Linked DNA regions of Mus musculus: regions 1, 2, 4, 5 and 6 are each linked to region 3. The links are chromatin contacts, called in public HiChIP or PLAC-seq and promoter capture Hi-C maps. All regions are on one chromosome and are shown on one strand. Each heading gives the region's core, a stretch centred on a gene start, on an enhancer-like site or on the middle of the called end of the contact. The rest is flanking DNA. Distances are from core to core; before and after follow the strand shown. Region 1 holds the start of Anks6 (ankyrin repeat and sterile alpha motif domain containing 6). Region 2 holds the start of Gabbr2 (gamma-aminobutyric acid (GABA) B receptor, 2). Region 3 holds the start of Xpa (xeroderma pigmentosum, complementation group A). Region 4 overlaps Anks6 (ankyrin repeat and sterile alpha motif domain containing 6). Region 5 holds the start of Shb (src homology 2 domain-containing transforming protein B). Region 6 holds the start of Exosc3 (exosome component 3).

What was found. Promoter capture Hi-C pulls out the DNA fragments that hold promoters and counts their contacts. HiChIP or PLAC-seq counts read pairs in DNA pulled down with a chosen protein or histone mark. Capture Hi-C pulls out chosen DNA fragments and counts their contacts.
Region 1: a promoter capture Hi-C map of adipose tissue shows a contact between it and region 3, with 2.3 times the contacts expected there. The contact joins the promoter of Anks6 here to the promoter of Xpa in region 3. A contact is called at or near these places in 5 of 39 promoter capture datasets (hippocampal neurons, liver, pre-B cells and 1 more), 1 of 484 Hi-C or Micro-C datasets (cortical neurons) and 1 of 9 other capture datasets (adipose tissue).
Region 2: a contact with region 3 is called in a promoter capture Hi-C map of liver, with 2.4 times the contacts expected there. The contact joins the promoter of Gabbr2 here to the promoter of Xpa in region 3. A contact is called at or near these places in 3 of 39 promoter capture datasets (neutrophils, pre-B cells and stem cell-derived epiblast-like cells) and 1 of 9 other capture datasets (liver).
Region 4: a contact with region 3 is called in a promoter capture Hi-C map of hippocampal neurons, with 2.2 times the contacts expected there. The contact joins the enhancer-like site here to the promoter of Xpa in region 3. A contact is called at or near these places in 3 of 39 promoter capture datasets (3T3-L1-derived adipocytes, hippocampal neurons and pre-B cells) and 1 of 484 Hi-C or Micro-C datasets (cortical neurons).
Region 5: a contact with region 3 is called in an H3K27ac HiChIP or PLAC-seq map of microglia, with 6 times the contacts expected there. The contact joins the promoter of Shb here to the promoter of Xpa in region 3. A contact is called at or near these places in 1 of 484 Hi-C or Micro-C datasets (CD4 T cells) and 2 of 115 datasets of contacts at active chromatin or transcription factors (microglia and pancreatic cancer cells).
Region 6: a promoter capture Hi-C map of liver shows a contact between it and region 3, with 5 times the contacts expected there. The contact joins the promoter of Exosc3 here to the promoter of Xpa in region 3. A contact is called at or near these places in 7 of 39 promoter capture datasets (the 3T3-L1 cell line, 3T3-L1-derived adipocytes, hippocampal neurons and 2 more), 1 of 115 datasets of contacts at active chromatin or transcription factors (memory CD8 T cells) and 1 of 9 other capture datasets (embryonic stem cells).

What each region holds. Positions count from the first base shown.
Region 1 is chr4:47,055,258-47,058,762 of GRCm38.p6, reverse strand. Anks6 (ankyrin repeat and sterile alpha motif domain containing 6) reads left to right here and starts at 1,457. Exons shown (of 16, transcript NM_001356426.1): 1 at 1,457-1,814. The coding sequence starts at 1,483.
Region 2 is chr4:46,989,843-46,993,539 of GRCm38.p6, reverse strand. It overlaps Gabbr2 (gamma-aminobutyric acid (GABA) B receptor, 2), which reads left to right and starts at 1,826. Exons shown (of 19, transcript NM_001081141.2): 1 at 1,826-2,432. The coding sequence starts at 2,115.
Region 3 is chr4:46,194,113-46,197,865 of GRCm38.p6, reverse strand. It overlaps Xpa (xeroderma pigmentosum, complementation group A), which reads left to right and starts at 1,555. Exons shown (of 6, transcript NM_011728.2): 1 at 1,555-1,817. The coding sequence starts at 1,646.
Region 4 is chr4:47,035,068-47,038,717 of GRCm38.p6, reverse strand. Anks6 (ankyrin repeat and sterile alpha motif domain containing 6) reads left to right here. Exons shown (of 16, transcript NM_001356426.1): 9 at 2,799-3,002. Among named protein-coding and RNA genes, the nearest start is that of Anks6, 20 kb to the left of the region's middle. Within about 2 kb of position 2,042, at least 39 of the 459 cell types and tissues checked have an H3K27ac peak or open chromatin away from gene starts, as enhancers often do. A contact at or near this core is called in cortical neurons and hippocampal neurons, where this site is marked.
Region 5 is chr4:45,528,534-45,532,240 of GRCm38.p6, reverse strand. Shb (src homology 2 domain-containing transforming protein B) reads left to right here and starts at 1,413. Exons shown (of 6, transcript NM_001033306.1): 1 at 1,413-2,679. The coding sequence starts at 1,981.
Region 6 is chr4:45,318,852-45,322,431 of GRCm38.p6, reverse strand. It overlaps Exosc3 (exosome component 3), which reads left to right and starts at 1,816. Exons shown (of 4, transcript NM_025513.4): 1 at 1,816-2,161; 2 at 2,733-2,882. The coding sequence starts at 1,841.

The DNA.
Region 1 (3,505 bases), core at 208-2,707, 860 kb before region 3:
TTCTGTTTTGTTTTTGAGAAAAGGACTCACTATATAGCCTTGGCTGGCCCAGAGCTCACTATGCAGACCACGCTGGCCTCAAATTCATAGAGACCTGTCTGCCTCTGCTTCCCAATGCTGTAATTAAAGGCATGCACCACCATAGCTGACATATTTATTTATTGTGTGTGTGCCTGTGCATGCCATACAACAAATGTGGAAGTCAGGGGACACTTTCAATAACTGTCCTCAGACCTAACAGTTACGCTGTTATCATGACACACTGTTGGGACATGTAACAGCCTTGCCTTGTATGTCTGGCTTCTTGCTGGGTTTGGGCGGGCACTACTAACCATCTAGGGAAACCAGTTGTCTCTTCCTATGGAAGTGTCCATGCTGTAAGGACACATATGCTGTGAACTGCGTCTTGCTTTCTGCTTAATTAGCTTCTTTTCCCCAAAATGTCCTCATGGCTTACTCTCTTCCTTAAGGTTTTTGCAAGTGTTATATTTTCAGTAATTCTCTTGTTGGCTCAATTATGAAACAATGCTCCACCTTCTACCCGATTTTGCTTGGATTCATGTTCCGTTTACTGTGTCAACAGCACTCAACTACCATTCAGCAGCCAAGTTTATTACCACAGCATATCTTTATAGCCTGTATGGGTGGGTCAGATCCTAGAAGGCAGAGATGCTATCTTGCAAACGTTCGCGGCACGAAGAGCTGTGCCTGGCACTAACAGGCATCCAATACATACTTGTTGAGTCCGGAAAGAGAGATGAACTTGATGTCAGAAGACCTGAGTCCTAGCCACAGCAGCGCCTGCAGATCTGTGCAGACTATAGCAACATACAACCTTCCCGGTCACTCGTCTACTGTAGATTGGAATAATCATCTGAAACTCTAGGGTGGCTACAAGGACTGCCCTGGGGACCAGTCGGTGGTTCCTACTGTTTGTGTGATATACAGGAGGGCTTGGGACCAGAACAGTTGCTGGTCCCACACTGAGTTTCCGACAGTGGGTCTGGGGTGTGGCTAGAAAAATCTCTATCTGTAACATGTAAGTTACTGCGGTAGTGGTGACCCCCCCCCCCCCCTGTCAAAAACAAGAGATAGATGGGCGGGTAGCTTGACACAGATGAAGAACTCAGCACTGCAGGGCTGCTCCGGCAAACGACGGGGCTGACCCATTCGTCCCGATTCAGCCTGCGACTGTTTAGGGAGCGCTAGTGAAATGCGGGCCGGTCTGGGGTCGGTAGAGATGCGAGATGAGTTCTAAGCTAGGCCCAGAGGTCGGATTCAGTAGGAACGAACAGGAAGACTGAAGAGTGACCGCACAGTCACAGGCCCACCCTCCAAGGCGGGAGGCGGGCCCTGCGCGCGCGTACCCATCAGGCGCGACCCCGGAGGCGCGCGCGCACCCAGGGGGCGGGCCTGCGGACGGCGGGCACGCGCGCGGCCCCGGGGTGGGAGCGGGCGGCGGCGCGGAGCGGGCGGTCAGCGATGGGCGAGGGCGCGCTGGCCCCCGGCCTGCAGCTGCTGCTCCGCGCCTGCGAGCAGGGTGACACCGACACGGCGCGGCGCCTGCTGGAGCCAGGCGCGGACCCGGTCGCGGGGCCCGAGGCGGGAGCGGAGCCGGCAGGGCCCGAGGCGGTCCGGGCAGCGGAGGCCGGGGCGCCGGTGCCGGTGGACTGTTCCGATGAGGCGGGCAACTCGGCGCTGCAGCTGGCGGCGGCCGGTGGCCACGAGCCACTCGTAAGGTTCCTGCTGCGCCGCGGAGCCTCGGTCAACAGCCGCAACCACTACGGCTGGAGCGCGCTCATGCAGGCGGCCAGGTGAGCGGGGACCGGGAAGGAGAGAGTCCGGGACTCGTGAGAGTGCGAATGGCAGACTTGGAGCTTTGCCTTTTGGTCATCTGTATGATGGAAATAAAAGGGCGGTTTCAGAAACACAAGATTAGGGATGTTAGAAACTTTGGCTTCTGAACAGTGTGGAGGCTGCGGAGTGCATCTTCTAGACGTTCATTCATTCCGTTTTGCATCAAGGGTCTCCTAAGAATCTGTCTACTCACCCTGGCTTTGGGGGTTGACCGAATAGATAACTGGGATCCAATTAAGTCCCTATTTTGGGGATATGAGTGGGGTGGGTGGGTAAATAAAGTAGCATTCTTGATCTGGAAGGTCTGACAGTAGTAGCTGACCCAGTTGGAGGAATAGAGGCGATTTTTAGTGGAAATGAGGTGTTAAGACTCGAGGATTTGTAAGAGTTATCCAGGACCGGAAAACGAGGAAGCGAGGGAGAACAAGCACACTGCAGACACATAGTGATGAAAGGTGGTCAGACAACTGGGAGGATGCTGCGACCCAGAGGGGGCTGGAGACAAGCCCACCATTGGAGGAAGAAAGTAGGTGCCAGATTGGGGCTGAACAGAAACCCACAATCTAAGGATGATCAGGAGTGTGGAAGGCACAGGGCACTGTGACCGGAACAGACTTTTGTTTCGGGTAAGTTACATTCAGCACCTGTGAGAATAGGCAGAGAGATGGGCCAGAGTCAGGAAGGCTGGCTAGGAAGACAGCAGCCAAGGAAGAGACAATTAGTGGCCTGGATAAACCTGAAGTTGATCCTCGTGGTTGTGTGACCCTGCGAAGGGGTTGGGAGAGGCAGCAAAATCCATCTCTAGATTTCTGACTCGTATAAATATACTGAGCTGTAAAAAAACAAGAAAAGAGACAATGCTTGTTTTGTTTTTAGATTTGTTTTTATTTTATGTGTATGAGCGCCTGTGTATATGTGCACCACATGTGTGCCTGGTGTCTGAGGGAAGCCAGAAGAGGGCGATGGGTATCCTGGAACTGGAGGTACAGACACAGATGGTAGAAACCAAACCTGGCATCTTTTTGAGAGCAGCAGGTACTCTTAACTGCTGAGCCATCTCTCTAGCCCTAGAGGGAGAGTCCTGAGAGTGAGCATAGCTTTCAGTCACATAGCAGGTTGTACCGGTGGAGAATGCCAGGGCAGCAGAGGTGACCGTAAAACCTTTTTCCTAGGTCCCTTTCCCCTTAGGGGCAGTATCTACTCTTCCTCCAGGTGAGCCTTCTCCTGCCTAGGTACCCCCTCAATGGCTTGTGATATCCCCAGAATGCACCCCCCTCCGTCTTCCTCTCCATCCCCTCACCCTTGTCCGCAGATACCTCTGTAGCTGTCTCCCACCATACTCCTCTGCTCCAGGTATACCTTTGCCCCTGCCCCCTTGAAGAGCTTCCAGATCTTTCTGGAACAAGTGCTTGGCTGTGCCTGTCACCAGCAGCTGCCCTAGACTCAGGATGACACTTCTGTCTGTCCACATCTGTCAGTACATCCGCCCTGGTCTCTTAGGCTCAGGCCTGGATTTCATCCGGGCCTTCTCTGCATTACTTTGTACTTTTTAAAAAAGCTGAGCCGGGCGTGGTGGCGCATGCCTTTAATCCCAGCACTCGGGAGGCAGAGGCAGGCGGATTTCTGAGTTCGAGGCCAGCCTGGTCTG
Region 2 (3,697 bases), core at 577-3,076, 800 kb before region 3:
CAGTTCCTTACCTTCCTGGCAAACATGGAGGAGAGTCTCCTAAGTAGAATATAGCTAAGTGGAATGGCTAGTAGCTGAAAGCAGCCCAGCTCCACCTATACAAGAGCAGGGATTCCTGGCTAGTGATTGAGGCAGGCAGGGACTCAGAACTAGGAAAAACACCAAGGTTCCAGTTACCCACAGTGGAACTCAAGATCAGGGCAGAAACTGGGAGCCAGAATGCCCAGACAAGCAAAGTGAGGCATGAGGTCAGAGTCTGGCCTGGAGCCAAGCTGGTGGGCAGGGAGATGGGTCTCCTCCTGTCAGTGAGACATCTTCTAGAATGTCTGGGGTGACTATTACCTCTAGACTATTTTTTTGGCTGGAAGATGGGGGTGCTTGGATGAGCTGTGCTCTTGTACAAAACCTTCAGCCGAGAGGGGAGGAATTATAGCCGCCTAGAAAGTGGCTATGCGGGCAGGCGCCCTGGCTGATTTGGCCTCAGGGTCTCTGGAGCTGTCCAAGGTACTGCCGTCCTCAATTCAGCCTGGGCTCTATCTTCCAGGTTTCCTCCGGGTTTCCTGCCCAGCTCCAAATATGCAGACTCCATTTAGATGACCCATTACAAACTGTGTGGAGGAACGGGATCTAGAGCTACTGAGAGCACCGTGGCCTCCATGTCCTCCTTTTGGAAGGGCTTTCCAATATCAGGGGTGCATAAGAGTCCTTTGTGGCTGTGCATTCTGCTTCCCCTGTATTAGCTGTATATTATCGATCAGTGTATTCTTCTGTAAAACGGGAATGATAGACCCACTGTACTAAGCGTATACGGCTGTTTTGAGGATACATCAGATATGTCAGGTAGCAAGCAGTTAGTGAAGGTTAAATTCCCACCCTTGTTACAAGGTCGTGCTTTTGGTCCACAATGCTTGGATGGGCTGTTTTATAATGTAATGTAATGTATCCTTGTACTAGTCAGGCTTTGGGATGTTGTAGGTTAGTGCTCACAAGTGCCATGATTCACAGGGAGGCACAGAGGGGTTACTCAGGTTCATCTTGTCCAGGACTACTTTGCCTGGGGTTATCCAGTGTGTTTATACCACCTGGGAGACAGAATGAGCCAAGTCCAGGCTGTGCTTCTTGGGACTGAAGACAGGGTTCCCACCCAGGGGAGAATTTTAAGGCGGGGCCCTCTGGGACTGGGGACACCGGGAGGTCAAACGCCTGGAGGAGGCGGTAGTACTCATAGGTCTCCTATCCCAGCCCTGACCTGGGCTTGGCAAAGGACTCCAGACTGGATCAAGGGTCCCAGGTTCCCTGGTAGCTGGCACAGGAGAGCGCAGGCTGCTGGTGCCCCTAGGACACCTTTGTAGAACGTTCGTTTCCTCGACTCGCCCGCCCAGACCTGGGAGAAGCAGTACCCAACCACCTTGCAGGTGCTACAGGAAGCGCAAGGCGAGGCGCCCGCGTCCCCCGCGCATAGCAGCTTCGATTCCCCCGAACGTGGGGCTCTGGAGCTCAGTCCCCGGCGGCGGGGTCAGCCGGCCGCAGCAGCCGGCGCGGCGCAGCGCCCGGGGCGCGAGTGTGCGTGTGCCGGGAGCACGGCCCTCCCCGCGGCAGCCGCAGCGCCGGCGCCTCCCCCTCCCCCGGCGCGCACGGCCCGTCCCTGTCCCCGGAGGCGGCCCGAGCCGCCGCTCAGCAGCCTTGCCTTCGCCTCCCGAGCCTCCTGCCGCCCTCCCTCCCCTGGCCGGGCTCCAGGGTCCGACGTCCCGCGGCTCCGAGCAGGAAAGAGCTGCGATCGCGCACGGAGGCGGGAGGAGGCGGCCGGGTGCGGGGCGGCCGCGCTGGAGAGAGGCGCGCGGAGACTCGGCCCCCTCGGCGCTCGCTCGCTCGCTCGCTCGTTGGCTCCCCGCCTCCCGCACTCCGCTGGCTCCCACCCCTTCCCGGCGTGATTGATCCGTCACGGGCGCCGCCGCCGCCGCCGCGGCCGTTCTGAGCGAGCAGAAGCCGGAGCCGAGCCGGGGCCCGTGCCGGCGCCATTGCGCGGGAGCCGCGGGCAGAGCTCGGCGCCGGGCGGCGGGCCGGGCCAGGCCATGCGGGCCGAGTGAGCTGGCGCCCGCAGCCCGCGGCGCGGCATGGCTTCCCCGCCGAGCTCCGGGCAGCCCCGGCCGCCGCCGCCACCGCCGCCGCCCGCGCGCCTGCTGCTGCCCCTGCTGCTGTCGTTGCTGCTGTCGTTGGCTCCCGGGGCCTGGGGCTGGGCGCGGGGCGCCCCCCGGCCGCCGCCCAGCAGCCCGCCGCTCTCCATCATGGGCCTCATGCCGCTCACCAAGGAGGTGGCCAAGGGCAGCATCGGGCGCGGCGTGCTCCCCGCCGTGGAGCTAGCCATCGAGCAGATCCGCAACGAGTCACTCCTGCGCCCCTACTTCCTGGACCTGCGACTCTACGACACCGAGGTAAGTGTCCAGTGACCCATGCCGTCGAGGCTGGGGGCGTCGAGGAGGGACAGAGCCGTGATTGTCTCCTCCTCGCTGGCTGACCGCGTACTGGGTCCATCAGGGTCTCACTGGGCTTGGCTGGAGCAGGTGGGACCCTGATCTGTGAGCACCTTCCACCTCTGTGTGGGTGTGGAATGGGGGTCTCCTTTGACCAGAGGAGGAGTTAGAGATGTGAGAGGTTGGACTCCCAGAGGCCTGCGCCGGTTGCCCCTGTCCGGTGCTGCTCCTAGGGTTGTCAGGTGCCAAGTAAGAGGAACACGCACACTGATTACAAACTGGGCCAGCCACAGCTGGACAGGCTATGGGGCCTATTCCCAGACCCTAAAAATTCCAAGCCGCCCTTTTAGGGCTAGAGGGCTCCAGGACCCTCGGGGGCCAAGCTTCGGGCAGGACCGATCCTGTGGTGCACTTCTGCAGCTCAGGGCTCGCGCGCGCCACGGTCAGCCTCGGAGCCCGGAGGGTTCTGCAGCGCTGCTGCCTGGATCTGTCCAGCGCTGGCAGTAGCTGGAGCAGTTTTGGGAGACTCCCCTTCCCCCTCTCCCCGCCTTGGGTTAGTTGCTCATAGAGTGGCTTGACAGGTCTAGCCCGGGACGTGTGGTGGTGTCCGATCGCGCTTCCACTTTTGTTCAGCAGCTGCTAACACCGCTGAGCAGGTGCACACTTGAGGCGTTCGTGTCGTGGGAGCCTAGACTTGGAGTGTGGCAGAGGGTTCCCCTCTGGCCTTCTTTTCTGAGCAGAGCTGGAGAACCAAGACCTTTCCATCCCAAACCCCGATCTCACGCCCTCATGTCTAGGTTTCCAAGGAGCCTCAGCTCAGACCCTGACTGCCCACTCTGAGGCTAGGACGAAGAGAGGGCCTGGAAGAGCGATCAGGAATAAGGACGGGTTTGCGAGTTTTTCCGGACCCAGGGAGCCCCTACTCTCCGGTCCGCAGCCTCGAGAGATAAGATTCGGCCTGAAGGGGGCAGTGATTTCCTTTACTGAGAGCTCTGTTGGCGCCTCTTGCATCTCTCCCAGCAAAGCCAGGGCGAGCTCTGGACCCTTGCTTCCCGGGCTCCCCCAGCGCACCTTTGCTGGAGCTCCCGGGCAGACTCCTCAAGAAAGGAGCATCCCCCTGGTGGTGTAACCTGGGCTTGGCTTCTTCCCCTGCCTGACCCCTTTTTTATACCCCCTCCCGGAAAAGAGCATAATGTAGATTGTATCTCATTCCCCGCCTCCCCCGC
Region 3 (3,753 bases), core at 306-2,805:
GTGGGAAAGTGGATACAGTCATGGTTTCCTCGAGACAGGATGGGAAGAGGCAAGGACAGGGCCCCTGGTTTGCTGTCCCTGCCCTTTTTCCTTTTGTACCCCCACCAAGTGACTCATGTGTTTTGCTCTGAGCAAACCCGTAGCCTTTGTCACCCAGTGGAGTGTACAGATGAGGGCGAGCACTCTTCCTTTCTGAAGAGGGAGACTGCTTTGAGCTGAGGCGCCAGCTCACAGTTCAGACCTGGTTACCTGAAACTCTATCACAAAAAGTCCCTGAGCCAAAGGAGAGGGAGTTAACCTGGAAAGGAAGAACAAGTTGCCAAGAGTTTCAAAACACTGGGGCTCAGGACGCACCTGAGCCACACCCTGCAACCTGTCAGATTCGGTGCTTTGTGGGGGAGAGGATTCTGAGCACTGGCCACTCTCAGAGGTTATTTTGGGGGAGATCCTGTTACCTCATTCCCTCAGCCACCAAGCCAGAAATGTGCAGAGACTGTGGTGGTCATCACAGGTGCTGCCACTTAAGGTTTGGTGCTACCCAGGGGTGGGGTGGAGGTGGGGTTCTTTATAATTCTGGTGCTCAGATTCCCTGCTCTGGCCAGAAAATACATCCACAGAGTTGCACAATCATCAAGAGTGTCTAGTTCTAGAATTCTCATCACCTCAGGAGGCAGCCTCATACCTACAGAGGAGCATCTCCTCCTGGTTACTCCTTAGCTGCAAACTCTAGGAACCTCTGGACTGCTTTCTGTTATGGCGGGCTTGCTTATTCTGTGAGTTTCACATAAACATATGCATTTGTGAATGGCTTTTTCCTCTTAGAGTAACATTTTCAAAGTTCAGTCATGTCGTAGCATGGACCAGCGCTTCATTTTTCTCATGTTTGAAGAAAAATAGTTCATTGTATGGTAATACTATGCATTGTTTAGCCATTCAAAAGTTGATGGACATTTGGGTAGATTCCAGCTTTTGGTTTTCGGGAGCAGCTATGCTATGAACAAGCCCCCTGGCACATCGGTCCAAAACACGGGGAGTAACAATGTGCATTTCTTTTCCAAAGCCATCTTTGGAAAGATGGCTCACACAGGAGGAGTCACTGCCACATCACGTTTCCCCCACTGGATGAAAACAAGGGTTTCATTTGTGTATAGAATGGCCAGTCTGTTGTCATGGGGCTGTCTGGCTCTCCATGTGGCTATGGCTTTGGCTCTCTACCCATGGCCCGCAGCTGGGTTTGGAGCTCATACCACGTCCCACTTTTCTCTGTTGCCTTCCTGTTTTCTCATGCTTTTTAGCTGTCACACAGCCATTCTTTCCCAATGCTCTTTTCCATGTTCTCTTTACTTTTGGAGACAGGGTCTCATGTAGCTCAGGCTGGTCTGGAACACAGGGATGACTTTAAAGTCCTGATTCTCCCCCATCGCTTAGTCCGGATTGTTTGTCAACAAGTGCACTATCATCTCTTCCGCCACCACTCCTCGGCTGCGCAGGCGTACTGCCTCGCCCTTCATAGGCTTTTCCACCAGGACTCCTCGACTGCGCATGCGTAGCTCTTCTCCTTGCCTGGTGATGGAGTAGGGCCGGGTACTTGTGGCTCCGCTGTTCACCAACAATACGCGTTCCCTTCCTACGGAGTGTGTAGGCGATGGCGACGGCCGAGGAAAAGCAGACGTCACCTGAGCCCGTGGCCGCGGACGAGCCCGCGCAGCTGCCGGCCGCCGTACGCGCGAGCGTGGAGCGGAAGCGACAGCGGGCACTGATGCTGCGCCAGGCTCGGCTGGCTGCGCGGCCCTACCCCGCGGCGGCGGCCACCGGAGGTGGGGTCCCCTCCACGGGCGCGCGTAGGGCCTCCCTCCCGCGGGTTTGTGACCGCATCCCGGGCCTTCCCGCTGCGCCTTGGCCGCCCGCTCTGGCTCGGTGTGCGGGAACAGCCGAGCACGCCCGCGTCTCTGTGGTCCCTGGCCTTCCCTGTCGTGCCCTTTGCCCGGCACGTCTATGGTGCAGAGCTTTCAGCCTGCGCCGTCTCCCAGGCCAGCACCCAGCAGAACTGACCCTGACCCAGTCTTTTACATGGGCCGCGCCTTCCAGGGCTCAAAGTAGAATAACACTCGCAGAGCCTAGCACTTGGGAGTTACTCTATTGTATTCTTATGGACACCTTGGAAAATGGAAAGGGCAGGGCTTGGTAACCCTGTTTTACTGAGTGGCATGTTGCCCTGGGTTCATTTTGGCTATACTTGGCATTTTAGGGTAGCCCCTGTCTTGCTGTTTTCCGGTTTTAATGTCCGTTGTGCTTTAGGCTGCTGGTATTGCTCTTTGGAGTAATTCACCCGAGTTATTTCTACAAAAGTAATTTACTTCTTTTCAATCCCTCTTTCACAACTCCACTATATATATATATATGTGTGTGTGTGTGTGTGTGTGTGTGTGTGTGTGTGTATGTATATACATATATACATATACACACATATGTATGTATATATTTATATATATATACACACACATATGTGTGTGTGTGTTAAGTACTTGTTTTGGCAGCAGGTATAAATAATAATGCGTATATTTTATGGCTGTTTGTACCTTTAGACTTGCCATTGAATTTGATTTGTTGCTCTTGACCAGCAGAGCTGGCTTGTAACTAACTAGCTTAGATTTGAATCTTTCAAAATAAATCGAAAGCCCTTACTTACCATTTTGTAAAGTAAAAAGTACTTTTCATTATCTTTGTTGGTTATAGTGCAGATCTTGTAAGTCCGAAATTGCACCCTCAGTTTCTCATTATTTGTAGGCGGATGGACACTGTTGGATAAATGGCTTACCAATGTCCATCTACCTGCTGGCAACGTCTAGAGTCATGAGAGTTTCTACAACGTCAGACAGCCTGGCAAGTGCAGAGACAGTATAGTTCAGTTCCACACGAGAAGTCCAGAGCACTAGGAAAGCTAGAAGTAGCCGAAGTAGTAGCCTGATTGCTGGGCCTGTGACCAGAGCTGCTGGGGAGGCTGAGACAGGAGGATCTTGAGTTCAAGAACTGCCAGGGCTAGAGTTCCAGGTCGGCCTGAGCAAGTTAGGGAGGCCTGGACTCTGAAAACTAGGAGAGCCATGGATGTTTCTCAGTAGTCAAGTGCTTGCCTGGTGTGCTCAAGACCCTGGGTTGGAAAAAGAAAAATAGCCGAAGTTAGGCAGGGTCGGTCAGTCTACCTGGTAAGTGTTGTTGCCCTTGGAAGCAAGTGAGTTCCGTATCTCGTTTGAACGCCCTGCCCCTCATTTCACTCACCAGCCTGGGGAGAAAGGGCTTTCTCCTTCAGAGGTTTATACCCTGGTGTGAGTTTTAACCCTTGGGCTTTGGCAGTTTTCCCTTCCGTTTGCCGTTTTCTGTTTGTCACAGGGAATCACTTCTGCTCCTTGCTTCTGCGGCTAGGTCCTCAGGGCGCTTCTTAAAGACACTTCCCAGCTAGGCTTATCCTGTTTGCTCACTTTCAGGTCTAGTTATTCTAATCCTCTTAAAGTGTTTTTTTTTTTTTTTTTTTTTTTTTTTTGACAAGTGTCTAGTATAGAATCCTCGGAGTAAATACTAGTTATCACCACAATCCTTTCTGCTAGAGGCTGTTGTCCCCCTGTCCTCCCAAGCCTTGTGTAGAAAGGAATTGCCAAAGCAGGGTTGGAACCGGCTTAAGGTTCTCCTTTGGCTGCTATCTAGAAACTTGGGATTTGGTGTGTTTCCACTCTTCCGACCTGGCGGTTTACTGTAGCT
Region 4 (3,650 bases), core at 793-3,292, 840 kb before region 3:
GGTCAGATGGGTACCATCCAGTGGAGCACTGGCTTCCATGGATCAGAGCAGATGCCAGCCTTGAACTGCGAATGAAGCCTTGTGAAGACTTGGGGTCTCACACAACCCAAGGTGGCCCCACAGTTGCTGTGTAGCCAAGGGTAACTTAACATCTAGTCCTCCTGCTTCTGTCAACCAAGTGCTGGGATGAAGGGGATCCATCATGCCAAGTCATACAGTATCTGGGCCTCATGTGTGCACCATGCTAGGGAAACACCATTCCAGTGTTTCCCAGGTCCCCAGACCTTAGCGGCTACATCCAAGTCCTGGCCATGTGGTAGGGACCAGATGGGAGAAATTGACAGGCAACCAGCATTAGCAGGAAGACTCACCATTCTGGTTAAGTGGGGGAGCTGAGGAAGGGGTGTTTCTAGTCTAGAAGGGCCTCAGTTTCCTGACCTGTAAGCTTAGAATTAGGGTAAGCTAAGAGTATTAGAAGCCCCTGAGGTCATAGTGACACAAATGAGACAGCAGCTTACTCCACAGCGTTGGGGACCTCAGTTCGTCTATTCTCAGGTTTCTATTGATCAAGATTACCTCATAGTCCAAGAGGGCTTCCATAGCTCTGGCCGTTACGTCCTGTGTTAGACTTTCCAATGCTTAGTCAGAGCATTTTGAGTAAAACTTAAAAGGAAGGTTTTTGTTTTTTGTTTTTTTTTTTCATTTTGGTTTTTGTGTTTTTTTCATTTTGGTTGTTTTTAGCATATGTTCTAGAAGTTCCCGTCTATGATCTCTTGGTTCTGTGGCTGAGGCTCTGGGGTGACACTGAATGTCACGTGAAGGAAAACCATTCAGTTTGTGTAGTGAGGAAGAGGGAGGGGATCCCCATGTCACTTCTGCTCAGGGCAGAAGGCTTCCAGTCGAGTCACGTGGCCACAGCACACTGTGCAGACTGGCCCCTGAAATCTGTCCAGGTGACCAGGTTCCTATTAAACAACAGGAATGTCATTGCTAAAGAGATGTGGAAGGTAGATCCTGGTAGAAAAGCTGCCTCTAACTAAGGGGTGGTTATCATCCCAGCGGTAGTTTTGAAAGGAGATTGTCTCCCGGGAGGCCTTCAGCCTAGTGCTGTCTGATCTTGACTGTTACCTCACCTCTCTGGGCTTGATGTTCTCTGGTACCAAGACTCTCCTGGTTAGAGCACCTTGGCACTGAGATGCTAATTCTGGCCAGCAGAGGGCAGTATTGTCAAGGACAGGCAAGCCGGAGCAACTTGCCTACCAAGCCTAGGCAGGGTAGTTAGGTACCGAGCTGCCAAGCAAGTGGTCTCTGCCTTTGTCCACACTTTGCCTGTCCGTTGGGTGTAGTTAGGGTCTCCCAAGATGATTAAGATCACACATCCAGAGTGAGTCACGGTGGCATTTTTAGTTTTCATCCTTTGTGGTTTTTTTTCTAAGCATTTTTAGTATCTAGGATTGTGGAATCAGGTTATACTAAGACCAGCAAACACCTCAGCACTTCCTAAGTGTTCAGCTCTGTGCACATTCTCACCCAACCTCCCCAGAGCTGCGCACGACCAGTGGTATTACCATTTCCCCTCAGTGTCTTGGAACTGATTTATTAACAATTTCCCATAATCTTTTCCATGTCATTAAAACCTTGTTTAGCCACATCATGTTTAATAGCCGTGTGACAGGACATTCCATCAGAGTGACTTCACCCAAGACAGACCCCTGGGAGTTAGGGAGGGGCTTCTGTAGCTCTTTGCAATTTTAACAGCTCTGTGAACATCCTTATACTGCAGTCTCCTCGGCTTCCTGACACCCCTCAGGCAAAGAATGTGAAAGTCGTTGCTTCCAGAAGTGCCGTAGAAGTGCCCGTCTGTGGTGGGCTGGCTGCCCTGAGTATCTAGCCCAGCTTTTGTCAGATAGGGGAAGCCTGTCCATTCCAGAGAGGATGATGCCCATTTACAGACTGGCGGAGAAACAGCTTAGCCTGTGAAAAGAAGCCTGGGAGGCTTGCTGCCAGCCTTGGCACTCTTCTGTCCTACTGCTTGTGTGCAGCAGAGGACACCAGTGGGCTCACTCGGTGGCTCATGGTGGATGGATAGCTGCGGGCCCATGGTGCTGTTGGCCCCAGGGTGGATGTTTGCAGCTACTGGTGCAAAGCTGCCCTCCTGCTCGCCTGCCCACCCCCGGGGCAGGGTTAACCGTGGGATGTCTGTCCCTGTGGAGGACCATCTGGCACCATGTTCAGCCTTCCCTTAATTAAAATAAACGTGGACATTGGAATGCTGCTGCAGACATCCAACAGTCAGTGCGGTGTGGATTGTATACTGACCCCAGTGTAGGTTCACAGAGTAAAATTATGTCACAGTTGAAGAAATGTCCACAGTGGAGCCATGGCCAGGGCATGGTGGGCGTGAAGGGAGTGTGGTTGGGCTTGCAGCCCCCAGCTTCTGCCCCTTATGCTTATCCCAGCATGGCACATGCTGGCTTTGTGTCTCTGCACCTCCTGCTGTATCCCTGGCTCTAGGCATGCCTATATTCTGCCCATCCTATGTCTGGAATGTTCTTTGCCCCATCCCCTTTGTATGCTACTTTAGCATCTCTTAGTCTCTGGTTTGCTGTCTCCTGTCCATACCCTCCTCTTGCCACAGTGCCCTGGGTTACTGGAAGGAGAGCCTGCAATGCTGTCTGGGCTCCCGTTGCCAGTGGAGAAGTGTGCAGAGGCTCTGTCATCTATGGTGCAGGGAGCCCGGCTCCTTCCCCAGAGAGGGAGCTTCCAGGGCCCATCTAATCCTGGCTCATCTTTTTCAGCTGCGAAACGGAGCGCCCTTCCCCCGGCTCCCCAGTGACAAGCTAAAGGCCGTCATCCCACCCTTCCTGCCCCCGTCCAGCTTTGAGCTGTGGAGCTCTGACAGGTCCCACACATGTCACAACGGGAAGGCAGACCCCACGAAGACTGCACTACCCCCAAGAGCCAGCAGGGCCCACCCCGTGGGCTGTGTGGGCACAGACGGTGTAAGTCGCCCGGTTGCTGGACCGTGATACTGCTCACAGAGATCTGGGTGTGTGGCTAGCAGAGGGACCTCAGACACTAGGACCCAGGGTCACAGCATGTGGAAGGTTTAAAGTGTTGCAGGGATGGGTGTGGGGGCAGGGACCTCTGGCTTCTCCCTGGGGAGCACGGTGTGAGCATGTACTCAAGCTCTGTCACCTCTCCTTCAGCTGGTGAGGGAAGTGGAACCCAGCGGAAGAAGTGACCTGCGGAATGACGTACTGACAATCATTGGCCTGGTGGGGGAGGGTGAGAAATGGGGTTCTTGGACTCTAATCAACTATATAATGTTGCTCAGGGCTGTGACCAAGAACACACACTAGGGGGCCGCTGTGTGCACTCCTGGTGCTTTTGTGGGAGGACACACCTGTCCCTTTGACCTCAGTAAAATCTCTCATCTGGAGCCATCTGCCGGTTTCTGAGCTGCCCAGCTTAGTCCCTGTCAGCAGGCCAGGTGTCTTTGGGTGTGTAGACGGTCTACAGTGTGCTTGCAGTAAGTGAGTAAGTTGTAGACGAGGTCTCAGAACAGGTCTTGCTGCTTTGGTGGCTGAGTGGCAGCAGACACCTGGATTTCTGCTGTGTTCATGAGGCAAGGCTGTCCCAGGGCTGGG
Region 5 (3,707 bases), core at 164-2,663, 670 kb after region 3:
AATAAGTGGGAATGTTATCGGAGATTGTTGGGGTTCAGGTAGCAGTGGGGTTTGGGAAATTCAAGTGGTCTTAGGGAACGAGAGAGGCAAGTAGTCTGACTACGTGGGGCTGAGCAGATAGATTGGAGCCTTCGGAGTCATGGGTCTGCCTTTTTCTAGTGTGGTGTCGCTGGAGCCTGAGTCTGGTAGGTCGCAGGGAGAGTTTGGAAGAGGTCACATTGTGCCTTACCAGGTCCCGAAGTCTCAGGATGAGAGTCTGACCTCCAGTACTAGCAGATCCTGGATTTGCTCTCTACTTCGATAGGTTACTGTTCCTACAGGACACAGGAAAAACAGTGTGTCCAACCTATATATAATGTACAGGTGACAGGTGAAATTACGGTCACAGTGTGTTATTTTGGCAAATCACCATTCTGAAGGACGGTTTCAGCTCAGAGGTACTCAAGGGGGATGGGGGGTGGGGCTGGCCAAATAGAACTTCCAAACATATCTAACATCTAGAAGGCAGATATCTTATTTCATTTTCAGGCAGTATTTTGTTCTTGACAAGGCTCCTGCTACCCCCTCTGAGAGCAGACTCAGAAAGCTACCCCCCTTTGGCCTGGGTTTCCTCACGTTTGGATAATAACTCCATTGTCTTAAGTTACATCATCACAGTGCCACCAGATCCTAGTCATCCATGTATAATCTACCTCGGGGCCTCAGTTTCTCCATCTGGAAAACTGTCTCTGGATTAAATAGAGTCTCGCCAGCTCCGGCAACCTTAAGCGTTAAATGTTTACATAGCTGGTTCCACTAGGTTGGCAGTGAACAGGGTTAAAGCCCCACTTCCTAGAAGGTGAAAAGGTAAGCAAACAGTCCGACCTCCCCTTAGCCTTGCTCAGGGATTGGTGCCCCGCCTGGTCCCAGCCGCCTATCCCGTCCGGATCCGTCATCTGGATTGCTAATACACTCATTAGCATAAAGAGTTTTTCCGAAGACCCGGCGCCGGAAAAGCTGAACCGGAGTCTCTGTCCCTTTAAAGAGAAGAGGGACAGCCACTCTCTCATTTTAGGGCATCTCCTCTGCATGGTCCTCTCGGTCAACTAGAGGTCGTGCGTTAGTCCAGCCTGCCTACCACCTCGATGGTGGACATCCATTCCTAGAGTGCACGGCGCGTGGGCCCCCAGGGACTGTGCTGACTGCTTTGGCTTCAAAGAGCCGCAGTCCCTGCTGGAGGGAGGCACGGCCTGCCAAGCCGCAGGACGCGGGCGCCCTAGGGCAGGACCCCGGAGCTGGCGCCCAGGCGGCCGCAGGAGGTGGCTCGTGCAGTCGTGAGGAGGTTCCTGGCTGCACGCGGGGGCGTGGCCTAGGAGGGGCGTGGCATTGGCGGAGGGGTGGGGCCTGCGGGAAGGGGCGGGGCCGCGGCGCTGGGCGGGTTCTGGCGGCCGAGTGTCACACACGCGGCGGCTCGGGAGGCGGCAGCAGAGGCAGCGGCAGAGCCAGGCGCCGCCGGGACGGGCAGGGGCGCGCGGGCTCCGCCAGGCGCCGGCCGCCTCCCTCATTCGTTCGCTTGTTTTCCGACCCGCAGTGGGGCCGGGCTCGCCCCCGTGCACTCGAGAAGCCCGCAGCTGGCCGCGGCTCGCACGGGGCAGGGGCGCGCTCCGCGAGGGTGGGGGCGCTGGGTGCGGGCGTGCGCGGCGGGGGGCGCCTGGCCTTCCGCTCTAGGCGGCCCGGGTCCCTATGAGACACGTCTGTGCGGGGCGCGAGATCCAAAGCTCGGTCGGCGCGCGGCAGGGGCGGAGGGCTGTGCAGCAGCGGCCGGAGCCAGGCGGCGGCCGGCAGGAGGCGGCGGCTGCGAGAACTTGAACTTGGCGACCGGTGCCCCGCACGCCCCCCACCGGGGCAGGGGCGTTGCGGGACTGGGCGACAGCGTTGTCCCCCGAATGGCCGCGGCGGCGGACCGGGCTCGCGCGCCGCGGCCCTAGGCGGCCCTTCGCCATGGCCAAGTGGCTGAACAAGTACTTCAGCTTGGGCAACAGCAAGACTAAGAGTCCGCCGCAGCCGCCGAGGCCGGACTACCGGGAGCAGCGGCGCCGGGGCGAGCGACGAGAGCAGCCCCCGCAGGCCGTGCCGCAGGCCTGCTCGGCGTCCTCGGCGTCCTGTGGGTCGGCCGCCGCCTGCTTCTCGGCCTCGTCGGGCTCTCTGCCCGACGACAGCGGCAGCACGAGTGACCTCATCCGCGCCTACCGCGCGCAGAAGGAGCGCGACTTCGAGGACCCGTACAACGGGCCGGGCTCGTCGCTGCGCAAACTGCGAGCTATGTGCCGCCTGGACTACTGCGGCGGCGGCGGCGGCGGGGACCCCGGCGGGGGCCAGCGCGCCTTCACGGCGGCAGCGGGAGCTGCGGGCTGCTGCTGCGCGGCGGCGGGAGCGGGCGCCGCCGCGTCCTCGTCCTCATCCTCCGGCTCCCCGCACCTCTACCGCAGCAGCAGCGAGCGGCGGCCGACGACGCCGGCGGAGGTGCGCTACATCTCCCCTAAGCACCGACTCATCAAAGTGGAGAGCGCGAGCGCTGCGGGGGACCCTCCGGGAGGCGTGTGCTCTGGCGGCCGTACCTGGAGCCCGACGACCTGCGGAGGCAAAAAACTGCTCAACAAGTGCTCCGCCGAGGAGACCGGAGCTGGTCAGAAAGATAAGGTAAGCTCCAAAGCTATTGGTGCGCTTGGGGAACTGAGGCACTGCCACGTTTCCCATCCCTTGCATCAACTTTGCTCTGGCATCCTGGGGTCTAGGCTACAGCGCTCATTTTGCCAGATGGTGATTAGACTCCGACTCTTTGGTTCCTGCTCCCCAAACGCACCCTTGCGGATCCCAGAGCCAGAGCGAGAGCACCCCGTCTAACTACCCAGAAGACAGACCCAGCCAGCCCTTCCGGCTCCCCCAGTAAAGTTAGCAGCGGCTGGCCTAAAAGAGCATTTACTCTCGTTTACCCCGGGGTCCCTGTAGTGGTCCCCCTCCCAGATGCAGATGGGAATTGAGGTCTAGAATGGGAAAGGGAATCTCCGGGTCGTAGATTTCCTTATTGGCTGTCCCAGAATATCTGTATGTGTGTAAATGCTTCTAAACGTCCCACTCTGCGTGCCAGGTTTCCGAAGCCAAGCGGCCTTTTGTACTAGAGCGATATTGGGAACCCCCATGCAGGCTTTTCCGGTGTTAAGGTTCGTCCTCCCAGAGAATTTACCCATCTGGCCTTTCCCACCCGCTCTCCCCAGCTCCGCAGGCAGTCTGCTAAAAAGAGACCCTTCTCTGCCCACTTCATTCTCTTTCCTGATTCCATCCCTGTAGTACCGTCTCGGGAATGAGAAGCCTTTGTGGCAATCCCCTGCCGAATCTATCAGGCCATCTTGTTCCCTGCTTCATAACAAGGGAGTTAATTACAGGCAGGCCCCTCTACTCTTCCTTCCCTTCACACTCCTGAGTTAACCTCCCTTCCCCCATAAAATACTTGTTCTGCCCACTTCTCGCTGAGGCAGTGTTTTGATTAAATCTGAGGCCCAGTGAGAGATCTTCACGGCAGGGTTGCTTGGCTGGCCGGCCCCTGCTTTGCCTGCGTTCTTCCCCACACTCTCCTTGCAAGCTCAAACTTTTGCCTGGACTGATAGAGATTGGCTAGCCTAGCAGGGAGACATTTCCTACCTGTCAGCGGGTGCTTGGCAAGGCTTCTT
Region 6 (3,580 bases), core at 567-3,066, 880 kb after region 3:
AGAGAACGTCTCTCTGTGAGAGACTAACCAAGTGGTACAGTCTAGGGGGCTTGAAAGGAAAAAAAATGGCGCTCGACAGGTGGAAGCAGAAACCTCTCAAATGCAGACGACATAATCAGCTGTTGAAGAAAGCTCTTTATGAGGAGTGAAGAAAACCACAAACTGGACACCAAGAAAAAGACCCTTTTCAAAATACATAGGGGATTCAGCACCCCAAATCCAATCTTTTCTGGAGAACTGGCGTTTTTAAAGTCTTTGAAGAGTCTCTCCCCCCCCCCTCCCCCAAATGTAGGGTTGGTCGATTTGAATAAAGAATTGATGGTGAATTAGGCCAGAACTGTTGTGTAATGTGTCCTGTGCAGGCCTTGAACTTGTTCAACCGGCCCATCAGCAGGGGGCTTGCTGTTGTTGCAGGTGAGAGTTAAAAGTGTGGGGGTCCCTGCAAGCTCTGCTGCCAGCGGATCCCCAGAAAGTAAGAAGTAAACGTGGTTCAGCATGACTTAGCCGGGCTGGTACAAACTTCGGGAGTCTGACTCCAGTTTATTTTTATTTATTTATTTATTACTTATTTAAACAGTAAAACTTTCAAAAGAAAAAAAAAAAGGTTTTCTTGTGACAACTATTACCACAAAGCTTAGGACACGGTTATATCTAAACTCCCTTGCAAAGTGCATGTTTTCTTGAAAAGCACCATGACCTCTTCCACAAGAGTGGGTTCTGTTGACTGAGAAAACATGCTCAGGAGAAGAGCCTAGGGAGGAAAGGTTTTTATAATCATAATAGCAAACTCTTTTTCAAATCCATGAGATCTCTCTTATAAGGATGGAGTCTATGGACTGGAAATGCTCAGGAAAAGGGGGATTCAGGTGAGAGCTAGCTCCACAGAATGGTAAAATTACCTGGTATTCAACAACCTCCATTCCAGCCTTCCAAGTGAATAGCTGTCAATTTCTTCCATTGAAGAAAAAGATCTGCATGTTTAACAATTCTGGTTTCTATAGGACTACCTGGAAGCACATGCCCTCCTACCCTCTACACAAAAGCCTACACAGCCTTTTTTTGAGGCTGCTAAGCTTGTATTGAGTTAGGAGGTTGAGGTTGAGGAAGAAGTTAGCCAACTTGACAATTCATCACCTGTTACCTAGCCGTGGCTCCTCTCCTTATCTGCCTACCTCGGAGTCTTACTCTCAGTCTTTCAATAGCACTAATTAACAACTTGGCTGGGGCACTTGTATTTCAGTTGTCCCTTATATCCAGGGATTAAATGGCTTGCCAGCATTTTACCAAATTTGCAGGAATTGTGATGCCCCTTCCCTAAAAAAAAAATCTATAAACTCGAGTTGGCAGCAAAGCATCAAGCAACTGATCTCAGTCAATGCCAAGGCCTTCAGTGCTGTTGGAGAACTGAATCAATTACTCATTGAAGATGCCGACAGAGAAACGCTGGTTTCACAGATAACCCCAAAGTCAGAAAACTGTAAGTTCTTAAGTTCTTGCACATTGTGGGTTTTGGATTTAACAGTTTCTCACATAGCTGTTAGTGTGCTCCCAAAGAAGTAGCTGGGAGAATTCCTGAGTTACCGATGTTCCCAAGCCACTGAAGAGATGAACTCAAGTAGGTGAAAAGGTGTGATGTGTGTGGGAGGAGGTGGGAGATTGTTACATTAGGTACCGTGAAGCTACAGACACAGGGCAGGGAGTAGCACCCATGGGATGAAGCGAGTATCTCCCAAGCTCAAGTCCAACTCAGAAAGCCCACAACCACCGGAAAGAGATGACCCTGGTGGGCGGGTAGCGGAAGCGGAAGTAGATACCGGAAGCTGCGATGGTGACGCCTGCCATGGCTGAAGTACTGTCCGCGGGACCGGAGTCGGTGGCGGGCTGCCGAGCACGGGCCGTGCACAAGGTGCTGAATCAGGTGGTTCTCCCCGGGGAGGAGCTGGTGCTGCCGGACCACGAGGACGTAGACGGCCTTGGCGGCGCCGGGGAGCAGCCGTTACGCCTGAATGCGGGTGCGCGCCCGAGGCTGCGCGTAGTGTGTGGCCCAGGTTTGCGACGCTGCGGGGACCGTCTGCTGGTCACCAAGTGTGGCCGCCTGCGTCACAAGGAGCCCAGCGGAGGCGGCGGCGGCGTTTACTGGGTGGACTCGCAGCAGAAGCGGGTGAGCGGATGTCGGAGAGGCGGCGCTGCCGCGAAAGTGGGCCCCCTGCAAGCGATCATAGGTTAAGGCGAATCTAGAGCCGCGGTGGCTTCTAGCCCCCTCTCTGCATCTTCTTTAGAGGAACCACAATAGGAACACATCCTGAGAAGGGTGACAGGAGAGAAAGGTTCCGTGAGATCTTGTCTTGAAAAACCCAAAGCCTCGGGGTTGCCATTTGGTGTCCCAGTTGCAATGAGTCCAAATAAATCACAGGGAATTAAAATTCCCATAGAATAATTAAGAGCTTTCACTTAGGAATAATGTCAAATGGAGTGGGTTTCCTTGAATGTAAAGATTCTTGTGCCACCAGACTTGTAAAGGATGCTGAGAAAACTTGAAACTTGATCAAGTGTGAATTAGACGTTCATAAAGTTGGACTGGTGCGGGCCGGTTTTGTAGTTGCAGCTACATGGGGAGTATGAGTTGGCTGGATAGGTTGAGACCCACCCTGATCAACCTAGATGAAAGTTTCAGAAGATATTTTGTAATGATATTTGTATTATTTATGACTGTTCTTTCATTCTGCTTTTAGTATGTACCTGTGAAAGGGGACCACGTGATTGGCATAGTGATCGCTAAATCTGGAGATATATTCAAAGTTGATGTTGGAGGGAGTGAGCCAGCGTCTTTGTCTTACCTGGCATTTGAAGGGGCAACTAAAAGAAACAGACCAAATGTGCAGGTAATAATGGGAGTCTTTGGTTTCAACAAGAAAAAATATCCACTCCCGAGAAAGTTAACTATCCAGAGGGCTACTTGAATTGTCTTCAAAGCATAAACCAGTTCTCCAAGACAGTTTATAAGAGTTTCTCAGGCGCTGCGGCTCCAGAAGTATTGCTGTATGTCATGTTTGCAGCCTTGGTTCTTTTCTACCGGGTTGAAGAGTTACATCTGCTATCCCCCTCCTTACCTGTCATGTCTGAATCCACCCCATGAGGAAAATGGCCCTAGTCTAAGGGCCATGGGCACTATTGGCTATCTGTTCATCATGGCTCTAAATCCTTGGAGCTGGAGCTGACAGAAGAGTAATCTTGTTTCTGTAGGTTTTCAGGTTGGGCTTTCTGGGTAGTTTAGCCATGTTCTTCCTGAACACCTGAGCCAGAAATGTGCTGGCCTCTCTGCTGCTTTTTCTTCAACTCTCAAGGGTCTTTAGTCACTCAATCTTATTTGTTCCTTCTCTTATCTTTTGTATGCCAACCCCTTTGTCTCACTTTTGACAGGAGCGGGCAACAATCTTATGAACTCATTAAAAAAAAAAATCTCATTAAAAAAAGGATTGTTCAAATCACACAGAGAGCATTGTACTCAGGGGTCTTTCCTCGTGGTTTCTGTTACTTCATGGAACCATATTTAAGCTTCACAGTGTAACTGGGCTTTGTT